2 separate regions of the Oryctolagus cuniculus genome follow, and region 1 is linked to region 2. A link is a contact called in public Hi-C data. All regions are on one chromosome and are shown on one strand. Each heading gives the region's core, a stretch centred on a gene start, on an enhancer-like site or on the middle of the called end of the contact. The rest is flanking DNA. Distances are from core to core; before and after follow the strand shown.

Region 1 (4,251 bases), core at 571-3,070, 160 kb after region 2:
ACCAGGAACTCCTTCCAGGTCTCCCTTGGGGCTGGCAGGGACCCAACTATGTGAGCCATCAGTGCTGCCTCCTAGAGTCCACAGTAGCAGGGACCTGGAGCCAGGAGCTGGAGCTGGGGATCACACCCAGTTCCTCCAATGTGGGCGTGGATGTCCTAACTGTATCTTAACCGTTAGACCAAATGCCCACCCCCGAAATTTACCTTTTAACTCTACTTTCTAGGGATTTTTTGAAGTACCTTTTATATATGATGATTTAGTTAAAGATGGTCGAATACCCTAATTGTAAACTATTTGGAGGAGGGACTAGTCATGTTTGCATTATCATTTTGAGTCCTGCACATTGCCAGGCAAATAAAACACTAAATCCTAGTAGTGGAATGAATAACTGACACACAACTTGGGATTAGGGATGTCCATGGTTTCCTTACAGTCTCCTCAAACTTTTCATAACTTTCCATAACGTCATAAAGTCACACATGGTGATGATCTTCTCTAGTATTATATGCACAGTGTTTTGTCTTACATTATAATGTAAAAAAAAAAAAAAAGGCTTAGTCTAGGAATTGAACTATGCCCACTGAAGTGTAAATTGACCTTGAGGTTTGAGCAACTTCCAAGGCATAGAGCAAAAAATACAGATTGTGGAATCAGGGATATTTGGATTCAAATCCCAGCTTCATCATTTATTAGCTATGTAATATTGCAAAATTTATCTACCCTCCCCAAGATTCAGTTTCTCCTTCTGTGTAATGGGGGTAATGGTATCTTTTCCATAGTATTTGTTGTGAGGATTAAGTAACATTTTTTATAGATGAGGTTGCTTCCAAAATCTCATGGGAAATGGAATGAGACAAAATTTATTTTGCTGCAAAAAATTTTGAAATCCAGGGCCGGTGCTGCGGCACAGCAGGTTAAGCTGGCGTCTGTAGAGCCAGCACCCTTAATGGTCACTGGTTTGAGTTCCAGCTGCCCCACTTCCAATCCAGCTCCCTGCTGATGTGCCTGGAAAAGCAACAGAAGATGGCCCAAATGCACCCATGGGAGAGACTTGGAAGAAACTCCTGGCTTCAGCCTGGCTCAACCCTGGCCACTGTGGCCATTTGGGAAGTGAATCAGTGGGTGGAAGATCTCTCTCTTTGTCTCTCCTTCTCTCTGTAACTCTGCCTTTCAAATTAATAAATAAACCTTTTGAAAAAAATTTTGAAATTCATGGAAACAAAGGATCTTCAAGAAGTTCATGGAAATGATGAAAAAAAAGGCTTGAATTTCAGGTTTTTTTGCACCAAAATTAATTTATCTTTTAATTCCATTTCCACAAACTTTTGGAAATTCCACAACTTTTGGAAGTTATATATATATATATATGCACCTTTACATACATGAATGTATATATTCTAATATGTATATATGTGTGTATTCATCTGTCTACAAATCTATATAATATATAGTTCCTGGCAAATGTCTCCCTACCAGTCAGGGTCCACATTAAGTATTTCAAAAGAGAAAATGTATTAGGACTTAAAGAGGCCTCATAGAACGGGGGAAAGAAACAAGCCCTGGAGTACAGAGAAAATAACTGCCCCAGAAGCTCCCCCTGGCAGGGTGGGGAGCACAGGAGGAGGGTGGAGGTATCAGAATTCAGAGGCTTGAAGGAAGGCGCCTGGCGACCGCTGCTGGTGCCCGGGGCGGGGAGAGAGGGCTGGGCAGACACACAATGAGGCTGGTTCTTAGGATGCCAAAAACAACCCAGAATCCTGTACCAGGGGCTGCCAGGGTGAAGGCTGAGGCCGACAGAAGCCACACAAAACGACACATAGGGAGCCTGCTCCCTCCGGCTCCCTCCTCCAGCTGTGCAAGCTCCCTCGACTGCCCCCTACTGGCAGAGCTCGCTTGCGCCCGCAGGCAAAGGGGAGCCAGGCATTGCAGGTCTCCATCAGTGTCACAAAACAGAGTATGCATGGACGGGAGGGACCGGAGCGGAGAGAGGACAGCCACACCATGGAACTCAATGTATTCATTCACCGTTTACACAGCTGCCCATACTCTACTGTGCGGTTATAGCACACTAACCATTTTCATAGTGCTGGACGTGTATATTATGTTCACATTTTTATTATTTTAAATGATGCTGCAGTGAACATTCTCCTTTAGTTCTCTTTGGGTCACAATATTCTGTAGTTGGGGAGAGCTTCTTTGACATTCTTCAATGCATAAAGTATTCATATTTTTCTTCCAATATCGAATGGCTGATTATTAGGTAAACCCGGGTGTTATAAGTGTTATCAGCCAAATATTTCCTCCCATTTCATCCTCTTAGAAAGAACTCTCCTTGAATGATGGCTTCGCCAGCAGACTGCACTGAACAGAGCAGGTTCCAATAAAGGTTTGACAGCGATGCTGCGAAACGAATGACCTGCCTAAAGACAAAGGGTTGCCTGGAGATTCCAAAGATTAATTTCCTTCCTCATCAAATGGAACCAAACCCAACAGCGTGTGGCAATGGTGAGTGTGCTGAAGCACAGTGCTCATTACTCCAGGAGCTGCTCAATGTTTACCTAAGGCTTGCCAGGCCAAAGTCTCCCAGGAAACTTGTCCTTCAATAAACAGGTCATCTTTGAAATAGCCTGTTGTTTTCTGTACATATTCCTGCCTTTTTTTTTTTTTTTTTTTTTCCCCTGGGAAAGATGACGCCTGGTGCCCAACAAAAGGAAACAATTTTAGAAAGGCAAAGGCGCCATCTTGTGGCACATTTGGATTTCATCTTTTATTTTAAATCAACTGCCCCGCTTCTGTGAGTCACAGAATCCTTTGATCTTGTCTGCATTTCAGATTTTCCCGGCTCACTGATTTCATGGCGCGGAGGTTGGTAGTCATGTGCCTCTGCACCCAGCTTTTGTAGATATGCAATAGCACTTCCCGTGTCCTGCGCTGCTGTAGATCGAAGCTTATTTACTTTCAGCCTCCGCTTTGCAGTCTGCCTTGTCCATGTGCTTCAAGCTACACTTAAATATCTGCTGCTGACAAGGTGGAGGTGAGAGGATGTGGGGTCAAACCAACCGCAAGGCCATGCTCACTCTGCAGAGGTCGGAACCGTCACCCTTGAGCGTGGAAATGTCCCTCCCTAACTGGCTGCACTTGGGTGCAGATGTTCATCAGGTGCATTTGTGGATAGTGAGTCAAATGGAGATGTGATGGGTGATGGTGCAAGGCGGGTGGAGAGGCTGGGATCGGAAGGATGCTCAAAGCACTAGCACTGAAGGGCGGCCATTGCTTCCTCCTCGTTCCTCCCTGCTTGCACAGTACATGGGTAGAGGTGAGGGGTGCTGGGAACATGGGGCACCAGTGGGCTCAAAAAGGAAAACCTAGGACTCAAAGGGCTGGCAGCTCAAGGTTTCACCACTAGCTCCTTCCTGTTTGTCCCAATTCCTCCTACATCTCATTGTGTGGCCCACAATAAAGGCCTAAAATATTTCCTATGAGGAGATGAAAAACAAAATATGTGAATCAAATTAAAATATTTTCATAGCTCTTCATTTATTGTATGCTCTCAAATGTATCAGTAAAAAGAGGGTCTATAGAGTTTTTGGACAACTTGCCAATGATGGCCTTTTTTTGGTTGGAATCCAAGCTCTTCCTCCTGAGATTTATTTGTGACTTTCATCCTGACGCTCTAGTATTGAGCATAAGTTGCCCTGAATGCCCTTGGAGACTGCAGGTATTGGAGACATTCCCTCTACCCTTCTTGGTTTGTCTGCATCTAGGAGCCCGGTTAATAAGAGATGAATAAGAGAGAGAGGCACACACATATTATGAAATTTTCCTTCACAGATGAGTCAAGTTCAAAGAAATGGCCAAAGCCTATTGCTTTCATATGGAGGTACTTCAAAAAGTTCATGGAAAAGAAGAGTTCATGGAAAAATGGAGCTGAAAGATGAGTTTATTTTGCTGCAAAATATTTTTGGTGAAAAATCCTTTATTTTTATTTTTCTATTTGATGAAAATTATACATATTTACACACATACAATGTAAAGTTCAATCAGGGTAAATGTCTCTTCTCATACATTTAACATCTCTTTATGGCAAAAGCATTCACAATATGTTCTTTTTTAAAAAAAATTATTTATTTATTTATTTATTTATTTAGACAGGCAGAGTGGACAGTGAGAGAGAGAGAGACAGAGAGAAAGGTCTTCCTTCAATTGGTTCACCCCTCAATGGCTGCTGTGGTCGGCGTGCTGCGCTGATCC
Region 2 (4,428 bases), core at 1,577-4,076:
GTAATCGTCGCAGAGCCCACAGAACTCTCGGAACAGGTGTCTGCCTCGAGCGGCAGCTCTGTGGTCTCAGGCCGGCTGGAACATTCCACGCACTGGAGGCGTCGGAGACCATTGCTGCACAGAGCAGGAAGTGCCGGCTACAGTCATTCCCTTTGTCCTGGAGAACAGAAATAATCCACTGTAGCGTCCCCTGTGCTGCCCAGTTACACCCAATTCATGCCCTCCGTGTAACTTACGAATTTATGGTTACATACCCTTGCACTTTAGCAGACAAACAACAATTAAGCTGAGTTAAAAATAAGACGTTGTTTAAAGTCTAGAGAGCACGAAGAAAAATATTTCCATTTTAAATGTTCAAGGCTTAATTATTTTTATTTTATTTCTTTTTTTTTAAAGATTTTATTTATTTGGGCTGGTGCCGTGGCTCACTTGGCTAATCCTCCGCCTGCAGCGCTGGCACACCGGGTTCTAGTCCCGGTTGGGGTGCTGGATTCTGTCCCGGTTGCTCCTCTTCCGGGCCAGCCCTCTTCTGTGGCCCAGGAAGGCAGTGGAGGATGGCCCAGGTGCTTGGGCCCTGCACCCGCATGGGAGACCAGGAGAAGCACCTGGCTCCTGGGTTCGGATCAACGCAACGCGCCGGCTGCAGTGCACCGGCCGAAGCGGCCATTTGGGGGGTGAACCAACAGAAAGGAAGACCTTTCTCTCTGTTTCTCTCTCTGTCTAAATCTGCCTGTTAAAAAATAAATAAATAAATAAAAATATTTTATTTATTTGAAAGAGTTACACAGAGAGAGAAGGAGAAGGAGAGAGAGAGAGACAGAGCGAGCGAGCTTCCATCCACTGGTTCACTCCCCAATTGGCTGCAACGGCCAGAGCTGCACTGATCTGAAGCCAGGAGCCAGGAGCTTCCTCTGGGTCTCCCACATGGGTGCAGGGGCCCTAGGAGTTGAGCCATCTTCTACTGCTTTCCCAGGCCATAGCAGAGAGCTGGATCTGAAGTGGGGCAGCCGGGACTTGAACTAGCTCCCGTATGGGATGCTGGCACTGCAGGTGGTGGCTTTACCTGCTACACCACAGCGCCGGCACTTTTTAATTTCTTAAAGATTTATTTATTTATTTGAAAGGCAGAATTACAGAGAGCAAGAGAAAGAGAGAGAGAGATCTTCCATCTACCAGTTCACTCTTCAAAGTCAGGAGCCAAGTGCTCTGTCTGGGTCTCCCATGTGGGTTGCAGAGGCCCAAGCACTTGGATCACATTCTGCTGCCTTTCCAGTTACATTAGCAGGGAGCTGGATCAGAAGCCAAGATACGGGATGCCTGCATTGCAGGTGGTGGCTTACCTGACTTCATCACAACACCGGCCCCTGATTTCCTTTCAAACAGGCAATTAAAATTCAAACTTGTGAAAACGAAAACTACAAAAACTTAGAGGCATGTTATCCTGCCCAGTAATATACATCAAGTAAAATGACTAATTAAGCCTTAAAAAAATCTTAGAACTCAGCTGACGCTGTGGCTCACTTGGTGAGGCACCAGTACCCCGGGTTCTAGTCCCGGTCGGGGCACCGGATTCTGTCCCGGTTGCTCCTCTTCCAGTACAGCTCTCTGCTGTGGCCCGGGAAGGCAGTGGAGGATGGCCCAGGTCCTTGGGCCCTGCACCCGCATGGGAGACCAGGAGGAAGCACCTGGCTCCTGGCTTTGGATCGGCACAGCGCGCCGGCCATTACAGCCATTTGGGGGGTGAACCAACGGAAAAGGAAGTCCTTTCTCTCTGTCTCTCTCTCTCTGTGTCTAACTCTGCCTGTCAAAAAAAAAAAAAATCTTAGAACTGTATAAATAACAAAGAGGAGTCATCCAAGGCACTGGTGATCTTACACAGAAATTGCCTGACTGCTTGAACTGCACAGCTGGACTTTCCTAAATCAGGGGTCCCAATCCTGGCTGTGCACATCAGAATTACCTGGGAGCTCTGGAAGCTGCTAAGAGATTGTTCTTACTTGTTTTGTGTTGCTGTTTTAAGTTGCCCAGGTGATTTTTTAAAAACATTTATTTAATATTTATTTATTTGAAAAGCAAAGTTACAGACGGAGAGAGGGAGAGACAGAGAGAGAGGTGGCTTCCATCTGCTGGTTCACTCCCCAAATGGCCACAACGGCCGGAGCTGGGCTGATCTGAAGCCAGGAGCCAGGAGCCAGGAGCCGGGAACCAGGAGCGTCTTCCAGGTCTCCCACAAAGGTGCAGGGCCCAAGCACTTGGGCCATCTTCTACTACTTTCCCAGGCCATAGCAGAGAGCTGGGTCAGCAGTGGAGCAGCTGGGACTCGAACTTGCACCCATATGGAATGGCGGCACCACAGGCAGTGGATTTACCCTGTATGCTACAGTGTCACCTCCCCACCCCTACTCCCCAGGGCATTCTAATGTACAGCCAGGATCCCAAACCTCTGGTTTAGAAGTTAAAGAGAGCCATCAAAATGTAAAATGCCAGTCACAACTGTTTACACAAATGGGGACATCTCAATGTTTTTGTATCACTGCTTGAGGCTTGTACTAGTCTCAGGAACAATCTGGTGATTATTTCCGGTTCCACAAGGCAATAGTCTTGAACTAACGCCAATTAAAGCTGGCTCTAACTGCTACCTTGTTTGTCTCCTTTCCGTAGCCTCAGATGACAGCTGATCCGCAAGACTGCCCTGAGCGAGACGGTGCCTCTATGTACCGGAGTGACCATGTGCTTTCTTGGCTTTGAAGTCTTCCACGTACAGTGCATGCCTACTCAGTTGCTTTTTCTCTCTTTTCCTTGCTCAGCGCTTAGAGTTTTGAAAGAAATTAAACTAAATATTCGTCTGAACTGGAATCTGGTTGCCAAGAATGTGCATGAGTCATAACCCCAGTGAGGAAGGTGCTCGCAGTGAAAAATATGCTTCCTCACAATAAGTTCCCTGGCTTCCTCTAACAGAACACGTTACCACTGCAATAGGTGATCAACTGCTTTTATTTTGAATAAATTCTTCCTTAATTCTGTAAGAAGTCATATTTTTTATAATTTTTATTTTTAAAGATTTATTTTATTGATTTGGAAGAAAGTTACAGAGAGAGGTAGAGCCAGAGAGAGAGAAAGCCCTTCCATCCACTGGTTCACTCCCCAAACGATCGCAACGGCCATAGCACAGCTGATCCGAAGCCAGGAGCCAGGAGCTTCTTCCGGGTCTCCCATGCGGTGCAGGGGCCCAAGCACTTGGGCCATCTTCCACTGCTTTCCCAGGCCATAGCAGAGAGCTGGATCAGAAGTGGAGCCGCCAGAACTCCAATCAGTACCCATATGGGATGCCAATGCTGCAGGTTGGGGCTTTAACTCGCTGTGCCCTAGCACCAGCCCCAAGAAGTCATATTTTTTTATTTTTTTATTTTTTGACAGGCAGAGTGGACAGTGAGAGAGACAGAGAGAAAGGTCTTCCTTTGCCGTTGGTTCACCCTCCAATGGCCGCCACGGTCGGCGCGCTGCGGCCGGCGCACCGCACTGATCCGATGGCAGGAGCCAGGTGCTTCTCCTGGTCTCCCATGGGGCCATCCTCCACTGCCCCCCCCAGGCCACAGCAGAGAGCTGGCCTGGAAGAGGGGCAACCGGGACAGAATCCTGCGTCCCGAACTGGGACTAGAACCCGGTGTGCCGGTGCTGCAAGGCGGAGGATTAGCCTAGTGAGCCGCGGTGCCTACATCATATTTTTAAATGTCATGACGTTTAGTGTTTGAACAGAAAGCATTATGAGCATGGAGAAGTGACCCACAGCTATATTTTCTTCCTTCCTCTCTTCATTGTCTACAGAGTGAATAAATGGCTCCAGAGGTCATCGAGCAACACCTGGCCTGAGCCACTGCAGTCACACGTGGAGACTGCAGTCACACGTGGAGACTTCAGGGACAGCTGGACACCAAGTGTCTGACACCCTGTCTTGGCAGCCTCTTCCTACATGGCCACTGTTGGCTGGAAGGATCCATTAGACACACTGCCCTGGGCGCCACGGTGGGGACTCCAGGTGATCTGGAGTAAGACCAGCTGGAATCCACCCCGGGGGCTGCAGCCAGGCCCCTCCGTGCTACTTTTGGAGATAATTTTCCTGTGTTGCCCACTGCCCACCCTCACCTTGTGGTTACGTGGTTTTCTGTCCTGATTCATCAGCCCTCCTGGCTGTTCTGTGAGCCTTTTAGTTCCTTTTCAGTGAATTCCTTTTCTTTTATTTATTTATTTTTTGACAGGTAGAGTTAGACAGTGAGAGAGAGAGAGAGAAAGAAAGAGAGAGAAAGCTTTTCCTTTTCCATTGGTTCACCCCCTAAATGGCCACTGCAGCTGGTGCGCTGTGCGATCCGAAGCCAGGAGCCAGGTGCTTCTCCTGGTCTCCCATGCAGGTGCAGGGCCCAAGCACTTGGG

The links. A called contact is a pair of places that touch in the nucleus more often than the background predicts.
Region 1: a contact with region 2 is called in a Hi-C map of an unstated tissue, with 7 times the contacts expected there. The contact joins two enhancer-like sites. A contact is called at or near these places in 3 of 6 Hi-C or Micro-C datasets (ear pinna, skin fibroblasts and an unstated tissue).

What each region holds. Positions count from the first base shown.
Region 1 is chr9:92,213,346-92,217,596 of mOryCun1.1, forward strand. LOC103349027 (a long non-coding RNA gene) reads left to right here. Exons shown (of 2, transcript XR_517255.3): 2 at 2,321-2,625. Among named protein-coding and RNA genes, the nearest start is that of ZDHHC20, 11 kb to the left of the region's middle. Within about 2 kb of position 1,821, at least 1 of the 8 cell types and tissues checked has an H3K27ac peak or open chromatin away from gene starts, as enhancers often do.
Region 2 is chr9:92,053,150-92,057,577 of mOryCun1.1, forward strand. LOC103349028 (a long non-coding RNA gene) reads right to left here. Exons shown (of 5, transcript XR_001793731.3): 3 at 1-157. Among named protein-coding and RNA genes, the nearest start is that of SAP18, 21 kb to the right of the region's middle. Within about 2 kb of position 2,827, at least 2 of the 8 cell types and tissues checked have an H3K27ac peak or open chromatin away from gene starts, as enhancers often do.